2 separate regions of the Arachis hypogaea genome follow, and region 2 is linked to region 1. Evidence: chromatin contacts called from public Hi-C data. All regions are on one chromosome and are shown on one strand. The core of a region is the stretch at or near the end of the contact, and the rest is flanking DNA. Distances in the headings are between cores, read along the strand shown.

Region 1 (6,682 bases), core at 1,515-4,014:
TTCGGTCCTACAATTGTAAAGATGTCCCTCAATATTCGATCTCTACATAATTCTACCCTTGCCTTGAGAATTCTGGTTCCTTTTGCCCTTAACATCGAAGAAACCGATATCGAGTATCTCTCATATGCTTCCACCCACTTTTCGCCCTACCTCCTTCGTTTTGAAACTCTCTGGCTTCTCCGAAATTGTAGCCAAACCGAGAATGTCGAAATCACATTCCCTCTAGTCTCATCCTCTTCCCTCCATTTCCTTACGTGCAGAATGAAGCCTTTGAAAAGCCATGGCGAGCTCCTCTCAATACAGAGCATTTCAGATTCTTGTTCGAAAAAGAATTGAAAATAATTATATCCAATCGCACTCACCCGAGATCCCTCCAGGTTGCTCCATATTTATCTTCATCGTATTCTCTATTATTCCAACAGAAAAAGATCTATCCGCAAATAGCCAGCCTCTTAAACTTTTCGTGCATGCATAGACACCATTTTAAATGTCTTCCTCTCCAAGAAACACGACTTCCTCTTTTTCACCATCACTATTTGGCTCATTGTGATGATGATTCTCCTCTCTCCTAGCCTTGCTGATTGTTGGTGTGGTGGACACAGAGCAACAATTATGGTTTATTAATCTAAACAAATTTAAATTTGAAAAAAAAAAGACAAATTTTGGTGGGACATCTCAAAATTCTAGCAGAACGCTTGGTAGCCCTAGTGAACTGCTTTTTGTATATATTTTAATTATTATGTTGATACTAAAATAAATAGTCATTTTAATTCTTTTTTCCTGAAAGTTGATCAATTTATTTAAGGTTTTAGAGTAACCTTAGAAAATTAAGGTAGACATAAATTATTTCGGGTTAGTTAAAAGTACCGAATATGATTAGTCCATGCACACTTCTAAATCTAAATTCTAATAGAAGCTCCGTTGCAATTAAAAGAAGAAGAAAGAAAGATAAAGAAGTATCGATGGCATATTGGCAATATATTAGACATGACACAAACATAAGGATGAATAAATAATATATCATAAGCCACATTAGATGATTATATTGGAAAGGAATGCGAATCTAATAATTTATTAGTTACTAATCAATCGTGGTGAGAAAAAGGGTTATTTTCAAATTAAAATAGCACAAACCAAAATGATTGGAAGATGGGTGTTTCTTTGACATTGATTAACACTCTTAACTTATCATTGCGTGCATTAGCTAGCTTACATTCATGCCTTTGAAACATATATAAGTCTCCAATATCTTAGGCGTGAAATAAACGTGATCTCAGCCACATAAATCTACAGGAGAGAGACATGAATCTATTAAATATTGATATGCTAAATGCTACCAGTTAATTATTTATTATTATAATATAATCACTTAATTAATTAAGCACCTCATATTATTAAAAGGGAGTTCGGTTATGCGGTGGTGTGTAACAGAAGTTAGAGGAAGGCCCAATTTTTTTTTTAATAATGGCTATATAGATTATGTAACTAACTTCTAAAGTAGCAATATTAGCAAATCGGAGATGGGGGTTAGAGTGGAAGTTAGGAGCAGGAGGCAAAGTTAGTTGCTTATTTGCGCATCAAGAAACATAAAAGAAATATTAGGTAAATTAATTTTATTTAAAATATTGTATTCTCTGATTTATCATCTCTAGTAAAAAAGCTCACAAATAATTAAAAAAAAAATAGCTTTAAATAAAATTTATTTTTTGAATTTCAAATTCTAGCCGTATCCCTTCACTAAGGACAAGATTCGACTAATATCGATGTCTCCCTGCTTAATTGTTAAATGTTATTTTTCGGATTAGAAATGTATGATAACCATAAAAAATCAGTCATAATTAGCCATAACTTGTCTTATTTAACATTTATTATTAATGTTAGTAATAATTAATGAATACTAATAAGATAAATTCTGATTTTTTTTTTTATCTTTCTAGTATTACCAATTTTCGGCTTATCTCTTTTCCGTGAAGAGGTGAGAGATAGATTTATAGTTAGCTGTTGATGCTTTAGTTAAAGTGACAAATTATAATGGTAATTCTTAAATAATTGAGTCCACTTAAAATTTTGTAAAACATGCATAAACAAATTAAATAATTAAAATTCTCTAATATGTGCATCGATGCCCAATAATTGAACCACTCTTCAAAGTTGATTAGTTTGTTGGTAGCATTGGAACGCTTTATAATTAGAAAAATGTTTAATGAATCTGAATGGCGTGGTTTGCAAAGTGATTAAAACTTAAAAGAGGCTTGGATCACTTCTTCAGTTCTCTCCGTCGTATGAAAAAAAAAAAAAAAAAAAAAAAAAAAAAAAAACTCAAAAATGGCACTTTCGGGTTGTTATGGGAAGAAGAATATAAGTGAACCCAATCTAACAACGTAGATGGAACACTTGTGAATTGAAAGCACGAGAAATACGTTTTAGTGAAGAAGGAGGTTAGGAGAAAAATAAAGATTGTAAATTTGTAATTAAATTTTTTAGAAGAATATATATTACACATAATTTATTTTTATTTTTATTTTTGTGAGCAATAACTCGGTTGTAGTTTAAAAGTGTGAGTGGTAGGTGTGTGTTATGACAAAAAATAAATAAATAAATAAAAAAAAAAACCCTAAATATGAATAAACTACGCCGTTATTCGTCTTTGACTATATGTCTTCTTTGTATTGACCACGTTCGACGTTCCTCTCTTTTCTTATCATTCACATTATCTTCTGGGGTGCTCTCCTCTTTCTCAAATTACGTTATTAGGAATTCCTAATTTTTCAAACGTTTATTTCTTGGGTTATTATCTTTTGTTTTGTTTTGGACAGGTCTTCATTCGTGTAATAAAAGTAAATTGGGTTCAACTGACCAAAGCCCGAAGGAAATTTACTTTGTTGAGCTACACAAGGCCCATTTTTAGTTTTTGGTGTTTTTTATTTCCGAGATAACTTCATGGCTTCTTTGACTGATTTGGAGACTATTGGTAATATATTCTGATCATTTGCCCTTCATTTTTTTATCTATTTTTTTCACTCATAAAATTACATTGAAATAGAAATATAATATTAAATTTTAGCTATTTATTACTGATATTTGCAGCTTCTTATTTTAATTTGTTCATGTTATATTTTGATGAATATTTTTATAATTTTTTTACCTATATTTTTCAACCTAATATGGATCAAGTATCCTAACTCAAATACTTATTTCTCATACAAATTCTTTGAAAATCAATACAATGTGGGTTTCCGCATGCAAAAACAATTTTCAAGGGGCTTGAAGTACCATAAGGCTACCTTGCAGTCTATGTTGGAGACAACATGAGGCGGTTCGAGATTCCGATATCATACTTGAACCAACCTTTACTTCGAGAATTGTTGAGTCAAGTTGAAGAAGAATATGGATACGATCATCCAATGGGTGGTCTCACAATTCTGTGCAGTAAGGATGAGTTTTTAAGCATCGATTCTCGCTTGAATGAGATGTAGATCATGCTATTAGTATGTAGATAAATTAGTTGAGATATTTGTACAGAAGGCACTTCATCCTTTGTCTTGTGGAAACTTTCCATTTTGCTTTCAATCCTATGGAATTGTAGAAGTTTTTTTCTAAATGAGAAAGTAATTATGAACTTATGGCATGATACTGTTGCAACTTAAAACACTTGTTGCTATTGTTATATCTCAATTCTTTAATGAATTTAACTTGTTCAAATGATATACTGAACAAGTGAATATAGATCATCAGTCTAACAAAATTATAAGCAAGTGAATGGTTCTTACAAAAATTGAGCTCCAAGGGAAAATTGAGAACTGAAGTTTAGAAATGCATCCTCACTGCATGGAATTGTGAGACCTCCATTTGGATTGTCATAACTGAATTCTTCCTTGTTGTTTGAGTACATATACTGCATATAGTTACTAAGGGCTTCCTTGAGAAATAATATTTGATAAGATGGGGGTCTACCGTAATATGTACAAGGGATCCAAAGAAATCACAAGGTATTGATAGAAATCTTTATTAATGCACAAGTAAAACCTAGTTCTTGCTCTTGCAATGTACTGTATATCTCTTCCATTAGTTGGTAACATCTCACGTGTCTTAGGTGCTGATAATGAAGTCAATAAATGATGATCAAGATTCAGGACCTTATCTATGGTTTTGTTAAACAAAGTATTTATATAAACTTCACCTTTCAAGGGCAACATAATGTGGAACTTCTCAAACTATGGGAAACATGATGCAACATTAGACTTAGTTTGCATAGACGCCTCTAAGTCCATTTATCTATAGCTTTCAACTTCATAATAATTCATCTCACATATATATACTAGTTGGCTGTTACACCTTAACATGTAGGAGGCTATGATCTATTATTGGCCATTGTTTGAGACTCTAAAACAGCATCACGTGATTTCATATGCATGACCCCATCTTTTATCCCCCTTCAACAATCATTTCTCTTGCCTTCAGAAACAACACAACACAACTCCCTGGCAATCTGAAGATCAATACTTGAACACCTTCTTCTTAAGCACTAGAGCTTTCCCTTGCTCTTTCCATTCCCTACATACGCAAGAAAAATGGGGAAAGGCATCATTCTCAGCTAAGCAAGCAATTTCAAAATCCGTACAAGTCCCAAAGGGTTATCTTGCAGTGTATGTCGGAGATAATCAAAAGCGTTATGTGATTCCCATTTCATATTTGAACCAAGCTTCATTCTAAGAGTTGAGTGAAGTTGAGGAAGAGTTTGGATATGATCATCTCATGGGAGGTGGATATGATCATCCCATGGGAGGTCTCACAATTCCTTACAGTGAACATGTATTCCACTGAGGAAGAGTTTGGATATGATCATCTCATGGGAGGTGGATATGATCATCCCATGGGAGGTCTCACAATTCCTTGCAGTGAACATGTATTCCACCAACTCACATCTCCCTTGAGTTGAGATTGATGAAGAATCTCAAAATGAGACTTATTAACATAGATTAGCATACATGTTATAACAGATTAGTATAGAGAATTAGAATGACATTCAAATTCATTTGCAGTATGTATACCAAAAACAAAAATACCTTCGAAAAGAAAAACGGAAATAAATCATGTTCCTTGTTAATTTGAGACCAACCTGTAAAGTGGTAGTGACATTATACTTGGGCAATATCCTGCCACCAAAATAACCAGGTCAGTAACCAATTCCTATTTGACAAATCCATAGAATCAATCAGTGCACTAACCTGATATCTTTCATGAAAAGCTGTTTGGGCTTTTCCACCAAAACGGAGTACCTGCTCCTCAGCCAAGTAGGTCATAGACAAAGTTAATTTTATTTTTTCCATTTATAGTTAAGCCGAAAAAAGGTCGAGAAAAAAAAAGGAACCTTTCAATATCTTCAACGATGGGAATTGGGCCATGGTTCCTCTTGTAAAACAAATTTGAAGGAGTAGCGTACGAGCATGTCAGTGCAGAGCGTGGTGGCTCCACATTGAAAGGTTCCTGTCAAAAGGAAAAAATGAAAGCTGATAATCTCCAAAACTTAAATGAAATATTTATGAAACCACATGAGACCTGGGAATAATTAGGATAACTATAAGGCTTGCCTTGGAGTTAATTTTTAGACAAGGGTGACGAGGAGGCTCTTTAGAATAATCTGAAGGTGCGGTGAGTCCAGGCATTTCTTCTCTCTCTCTTTTGAAGTGTGAGGATAAGGGGTCAGTTTGAGATTGTCTAAAGGAGGAATTAGAAAGGATTGGATGAAGGAAAGGGGAAAGAGAAGAAAGGAGTGGAACTGAAGTGAGGCTTTGAGAGAATTTGTAGTCTTAGGCCATATGGAGTTGATGAGAGACTTGCCCAGCGTACTGTCTCTTTCTGTCACATTGCACTTTGTGGTGTTTGAGCGCCCAAGGATAAAATCCAAATCCTAGCGTATGAATGCTAATAAAACATCCAAATCCATATGACAGGACACAATAATTAGGAAGAGTTATAAATATTTAAAAAGGAGTCACAGTGGTCTATGGTCTATAACAAGTGAAATCATATCATGTTAAATATTTGGGTGTTCATAAGAAAATGGAAACAAAGGGAAAAAATGACTGATTGATAAACAAGTTATCCCAAGTTAGCTTAACTGGAAACAAAGGGAAAAAAGGACTGATTCAGTTCCCAGATACCTAAAATAACCATTCTAAAATAAATATGAACTTAAAATTAGCATCAACTCACAGTTGAAACTTACATTCCATATAAGAGTTCACAAGAGACGATATTCCAAAAATATTGCTTTTAACAACAGCTAAAGCATATATGATTAAGTAAGTTAAAATTCCTAGTCAACAGATTTCCCAATGAAACAATACAAATCAAAGAGTTTTACACATGTTCAAGGTATCCGTAGCTAAAATTTATAGAAACTTAACAGTAATTTTAAGTGCAACAATTACAATATGAGGCAGCACAAACAATAGTAGATGGAATCGTGAGAAAGGGCACCACCATGACAAACCTCAGGTGCTGCACAGGCTAGATAAGGATCTTCATTTGACTAATAAAGAAAGTTAGCTGGATTATGAAGGATGTACATAGGATGCGTTTGTTTTAGCTTTTTCTGACAAAAATTCAGTAATATATACACACTGAAAAAATCATTTTTGACATAATTTTAAAGAAAAAAATCAATTAACCTTTTCTG
Region 2 (6,682 bases), core at 1,883-4,382, 64 kb before region 1:
TGATGGTTCTATTGACCATTATAAGGCATGATTGGTTGCTCAAGGATGTACGCAAGAGTATAGTATTGATTATGAAGAGAGTTTTGCTCCTGTTGCTTGTCTTACATTTGTTCGCGCTCTCGTTGTCATTGCTGCAGTCAAAAAATGGTCTCTCAGTCAGATAAATGTCAAGAATGTATTTCTTAATGGGAATTTAAAAAAGAAGGTCTATATGAAACTACCCCAGAATATCCTTGTCCTCCTAGCAAAGTCTATTTCCTTCATAAGGCATTTTATGGTCTTAAGCAAGCTCCTCGTGAATGGTTTGAAAAATTCAGCACCACTATATGCAATCTTGGTTTCACTTGCAACCCTCATGAAAATACTCTCTTTATTTGTAAAAGTGAGTGTAGGGTTGTCCTTCTACTTTTGTATATTGGTGATATGATCATTACTGGAGATGATGTTGATGGTATCTCTGATCTTAAAGCATTCCTTCACCACATTTTTTAGATGAAAGGTCTTGGTTCTCTCAATTATTTTTTTGGCCTTGAAGTCATATCCTCAAATGATGGCATTTATCTCTCTCAAGCTAAGTATGCTTCTGATCTTCTTGTTCGAACCGGAATTAAATATAGTCGCATTGAGTTTACTTCTCTTAAGCCTAATGTTCGGTTTACATCTATGGATGGCACTATTTTGAATAATCCTAGTCTTTATCAACAGTTAGTCAAAGATCTCGTCTACTTGACTGTCACACGACCAGACATCACCTATCCAGTTCATGTTCTTAGCCAATTCTTGTCAGCTCCTCGTACTACTCACTATGCTGCAGTTCTTCACATTCTTTGCTACATCAAAGGCACTCTGTTTCATGGTCTTCTTTTTTTTGTCCATTCATGCTTAACCCTTCATGCGTACTCAGATGCTGATTGGGCTGGTGATCCCATTGATCGTCATTCTACTACTAGTTATTGTTTGTTTCTTGGTGACTCTCTCATTTTTTGGCGAGCCAAGAAGTAAACGTTCACTGCTCGATCAAGCACTGAAGCTGAATACCGTGCTCTCGCTAATACCACTATCGAAGTTGTCTCGATTCATTGGCTTCTTGAAGACTTGGGGTTCTCCTCAGTCGTCCCCAATTGATGTTTATTGTGACAACCGCAGTGCTATTCAGATTGCTCATAATGATATTTTTCATGAACGCAACAAACAGATTGAGATTCAATGTCATTTTGTCTGGAAACGTCTCCTTATTGATGCTTTTCGTCTCGTAGCTGTTGGGACTCTAGATTAGACTGCTGATATTTTCACGAAAGCTCATCATCCTACTCGTTTTTAGACTCTAATATCCAAATTCAATATGGTATCTTTAGCCCCCACTTGAGTTTGAAGGAGAATGTTAGAGTATAATTAAAATCAATTAGATCAATTAGCGTCACTTATAATTATTTAGCACATCTGTATATTCATTATAAGATATTATATTTTTATTATTTTAATTCTCTTAGCATCTATATATAGTTTTGTATATTGTATTATTGTGACACTCACAAAAATAAGTTACAACACTTTTTTTAGATTACTCTCTTATTTTAAACATAGATGTAATTAATTTCTTATTATGTATAATTTTTTAATTAAGTTCCTGCAAAAATATATTTAGGAATATTCATTTTTTTTAATGTTTTTGTAAAAATAATGAATTAATTAATTTCAAAATTTTATAAAATATCACAATTTAATTATAAATTTGTAAAGTATAAAAATTTAGTTATAAATTTAATAAAATTATAGAACAATCAGATTAATTAAGTTTTTAAAATATTAAAAGATAAAAGAGTAATTAATTAATTAATGGGTATATTGCTAAAATCAAAATGGCCGTTAAAGAACGAGAAGTATAGCTGTAAACAACTAACAAACTCTAAACATAACAAAGTGGTTGCTATGTGCATGAATAAAGGCTCCAAGAGCCACAAAATCAAAAAGGGCTGCTGATATCCGAGTCAGTCTAAATTAAAGAACTGTCATTTCCTGTTTCATTCCGACTAATAAATTGTTTAGTTGTTTTCACTTTATTTATTACTCGGGGATTATTACTATTCCCTTCTTCCATTATTCCAGGTCATCTTTCTAAAAATTGCTTGAGAAGAACATCAAAACTCGGTCCTGGATGAAATACTTTTTTTTTTCAAAGGTGGAAAAATTCGAATCCGCGACTTAACTTCTAGGTAAATATAGAAAAATTATATTAGTTGAATTATAATTTATTAACAAAATACCTACTTTTATAAAAAAAAAATAAAAAATATACATTTTATCACTCGTTAAAATACGAATATCACAAACAAAAAAAAGAGTAAAATAAGCATATCAATAATATTTAAAAAATAATAAAAATATACTTAAATAATTTAAAATTATTTTATTTAATATTTATTAATTATTACTAAAATTTAAATATAATAAATATATAATTACAAATATTATATATATAAAATTATAAATATATTATGTTATATAAGATAATTTTAGATATTATCTCCGTGTTATTATCATAAACATAATACTTAATGCCTACATTATTCCTTGTTCACCACTTGTAATTCAAAAAGGACAGCTAAATATATCAGCCGCCATATTAACTTTCGCTTTCACTCCTAATAGAGGTGTCATTATTAGACTTTAATTAATATGTGTGCTGATAAAAACACATTGTAAATTTATTATTAGTGAAAAAAATTAGTTAAAAATTATTGTAGTTTTTAAAAATAAAAATTAAAATAAAAAATATTATTATATATAATTATATTAAATATATATTAAAATCAGTTATTAATATAAAATATATATTAAAAATAAATTAAATTATATATTATCTTATTTAAATATAATGACTGATTTAGTAGTTAATTTTTATGTATATATTGTATTTTTGTACTATAGATATGATAAATCTGCTCTATAAATATAAAAATATTATATATATGTTAAAATTAAATATTAAATTAATCATTATATATTTGTGTATAAATATATATTATTTAATTTTTTTTAATATATATTTTATATTTTAAGAGATATTTTACACTAATAATTAAGTTTAGTAGATAGTTGATCTATAAATATATAACCGTCTGTAGCAACCCATATAAATAGTTCGTTGCACAAAGTATATATACATTACTATACAATGATAGAAAGTATATATATATGGGTGAGAGTAGTGAGAAACAAGAATCACATGTAGTGCTATGAATATGTGTTCCAAGATCTTGTGATAATAATACGAAGCAATAATAAAATGGAAGAAATGAAATCTTCCATATCCAAAATTCTGAAAGAATTCCATGCAGGGTACTTCAGGATTGGCCTCTCCCTTTGCAGCCAAGCCTTGTTATGGAAGACCCTCATCAACCCAATCCAAGACGCACACGCTCTTAGACGCATATTTACCTATATACCCTTCACCGCCTTCACTCTTCTCTGGTCACTCGCCTTTCTCACACTCCTCACGCTCTCTCTTCTCTACGTCCTCCGATGTCTTTTCCACTTCCACATGGTTAAGGACGAGTTCCTAGACCATGTCGGAGTTAACTACCTCTTTGCTCCATGGATCTCATGGCTCCTTTTGCTCCAATCATCACCCTTCATTTCTTCCAAAACTAACTACTACCATGCACTCTGGTGGATTTTCTCCGTTCCAATTTTCGCCCTGGATGTCAAGATTTATGGACAGTGGTTTACTAAGGGGAAGAGATTCCTGTCGACCGTGGCGAACCCTGCGAGCCAACTGTCGGTGATAGGGAACTTGGTTGGTTCGCAAGCCGCGGCCAACATGGGATGGAAAGAGAGCGCAATTTGCATGTTCTCTCTTGGCATTGCACATTATTTGGTGCTATTTGTTACTCTTTACCAGAGATTGTCCGGGAACAATAGCCTCCCGGCGATGTTGCGGCCAGTTTTCTTCTTGTTCTTCGCCGCGCCGAGCATGGCTAGCGTGGCATGGAACTCTATTTGTGGCGGCTTTGGTAGCGCCTGCAAGATGTTGTTCTTCCTCTCCCTCTTTCTCTTCTTGTCTTTGGTAAATCATTTTTCTATTCAAACTTGTTATTTATTTAAAGGTTGACTTTATGTGAAGTCAAATTAGTCAAATCATCTAACGACTATCAAGTATCAATTTTACGTAAAATTAACTGCATCTGAGTTTTTATTTTATTTAAAATATAAAAAATTAAAAAAAATATTAAATTAATTATATTCTGTGTCAACATTTTTTACTGCGGTTAGATTTTGTTATAGTTATTAATAAGACGTATATTACAGTGGTGATGATGTTTTAAAAGTGTTTTTAAAATTAAAATAATATTTTATTTATTATTAATAGACTGTTATTTTTAATAATTAAAGAATATTTTATATTTTGCTAATGTCAGAAAGACAAAAGATAATCCGTTCAAATTGTTTGAACTTATTTTATTTAATATTTATTTATTATAAAATACATTAAATAAAACAAAAAGTAGTAGGTTTTAGAAATTTTTTATTAATATTTTTTTGTTATTAAACATTTTTTATTTTATTTATTCATTATTAGATGTTGTTGAATGTTTTTTTTGGTGACTAGATGTTGTTGAATGTGATATTGAAGAAACACACCTATTTTATTTGTGATATTATTTTTAAATTATGGAAAAGTATATGGAACTAAAATGTGATCAGTCAAAAAAGTAAACAAAACTGTTTAATTAAAATCACTTTTTGAATAATATGTTTAAAAATCGCTCATGAGATCACGGAGCACAAACCAAAACCCGATTTTTTATGGAACCCAAACACATTTTGACTGATTTTTGACTGATATACTTTTGGTTCCTAGTTGTTCTCTTAAATTATATATTAGTTTCTCAGAGATGATTTTTTTTTAAACATTTTTTTACTAGTCTTATTTGTTTCTGAACCAGCAGTCTCTTCCTTAGAGATAGAAAGACTGTTTCTTCTCCGATGTCAACTTGGAGCAAGAGAATTGAAAATAAAAATTTGAAGGCTTTTTATTGAAGTCCTAAGGAAAGCGACCATGAACAATTAAACATGTACTTTCAAAAAGAAAAAAGAAAAAAAAATCAAAATAGAAAATGACGGTGCAAAGTTTCAAATTGTACACGTTCTATGAACTTCTCATTCTGTGATTTGGTTTGCTGATCTTTTTGGATGTATCCAAGTTGAAGATCCACTTGAAAACTGGTCCCTGCGTAATTATATAAGTTGATTATAACCTGTATATTGTTGCCAAATTTTGGATAACTGGGACTATCCTTGTAATCTAGTTCTCACTCTGAAAAATACATGATATTAGGAATTTGCATTTTGTCCTATCCAAAACTTTTAGCTACTTTTAATTATTTCCTTTGTGAAACTTTATTATTTTTAGCTTTACTAACAAAGACTTTTATGCACTTAACCAAATTTTAGGAACAATAAGTTGAGTTTAATTTTGATATACTAACAGTACAAAACTTTTTACTTCATCGTTTAATAATATTTGTTGTTTTTATGATCATTCATGCGATCAATATAAAAAATAGTTATTTTTGCTAACATAGTATTACATGTAAAACTACTTTATTCTGAACATGCATCAAAATTAAATTCTAATAAGTTTTCATGTTTTAAATTCAAAGAAACATTTCATTTGATATATGATTGACTAAATTTCTTTTGTAATTTTGTACAAACAGGTTTCAAGGCCTCTGCTATTCAAAAAATCAATGAAAAAATTCAGTGTGGCATGGTGGGCTTATTCATTTCCCCTCACAGCACTGGCACTGGCTTCAGCAGAGTATGCACAACAAGTTAAAGGGGTTATGCCTCATGCTATTATGTTAGTCTTATCAACACTCTCAGCTTTGGTGTTACTATTCTTAGTACTTGTTTCTATCTTCTTCAACACTGCTGCAAAGTCCTCACCCTCAACAACTCAACATGATCATTCATCAGAAAGTTCTAATAATGTTGTAACCGTCAATAATCATGTTTAGTCTTACCAAGAGGAGATTTTTGTTAGTAAATAAATGTATATATACCGCCAAATATTTCATATGTATGTTAGTAAATAAAGAAGATGCTGTTTTATATGTGATTGTTATTGATTTGTACAAAATGCTGCATAATTTTATCTTTTTTTTTCTTAATTAGTAAATCACTAAATTGGAGTATCCAACACCAAGACGGAATACTAAGAGTTTATAGTTGTTATTGTAGTCCTTTTTTTTTTTTACATAAGTGAAAAAAAAAATAGGAAACGCTGCTTTGTGTAGTATAATAAAACTGCTTGGTGTTTATTGTAGAATGATGAAAATGGTTTGATAAAAATATAAAATAAACAATTTGATATTTTGAAATAATTATATAAATTTTAATGATTATTAATTTTTAATAGACAAAATTATTCTAAATCCTAAATCATAATTCAGAATCTTTTCTTTTTTCAAGAAAAAACTTGTACTTTATAATATTTTTTTAATAACTATTTCAATAAATATATATTTACATAAAAATGATATTATAAACTGTTAGATAGTTCGGTCAAACATAATCAATTAAACATGTCAAACTATCTAATAATTTGTAATATCATCTTCGTAAAAAATGTATTAAATAATTTTTTTTTTAACTTATGCTAGCACTGTGGTTTTGCTGA

Evidence for each region. Hi-C and Micro-C count contacts between places; a contact is called where the count stands out from the background.
Region 2: a Hi-C map of an unstated tissue shows a contact between it and region 1, with 5 times the contacts expected there. The contact joins the promoter of LOC112737513 here to the enhancer-like site in region 1. A contact is called at or near these places in 4 of 8 Hi-C or Micro-C datasets (leaf and an unstated tissue).

The regions. Positions count from the first base shown.
Region 1 is chr13:17,250,078-17,256,759 of arahy.Tifrunner.gnm2.J5K5, reverse strand. No RefSeq gene overlaps it. Among protein-coding and RNA genes, the nearest start is that of LOC112737510, 12 kb to the right of the region's middle. Within about 2 kb of position 2,764, at least 2 of the 3 cell types and tissues checked have open chromatin away from gene starts, as enhancers often do.
Region 2 is chr13:17,314,665-17,321,346 of arahy.Tifrunner.gnm2.J5K5, reverse strand. LOC112737513 (S-type anion channel SLAH1) reads left to right here and starts at 3,132. Exons shown (of 2, transcript XM_025787446.3): 1 at 3,132-4,066; 2 at 5,721-6,116. The coding sequence starts at 3,287. The coding sequence ends at 6,020.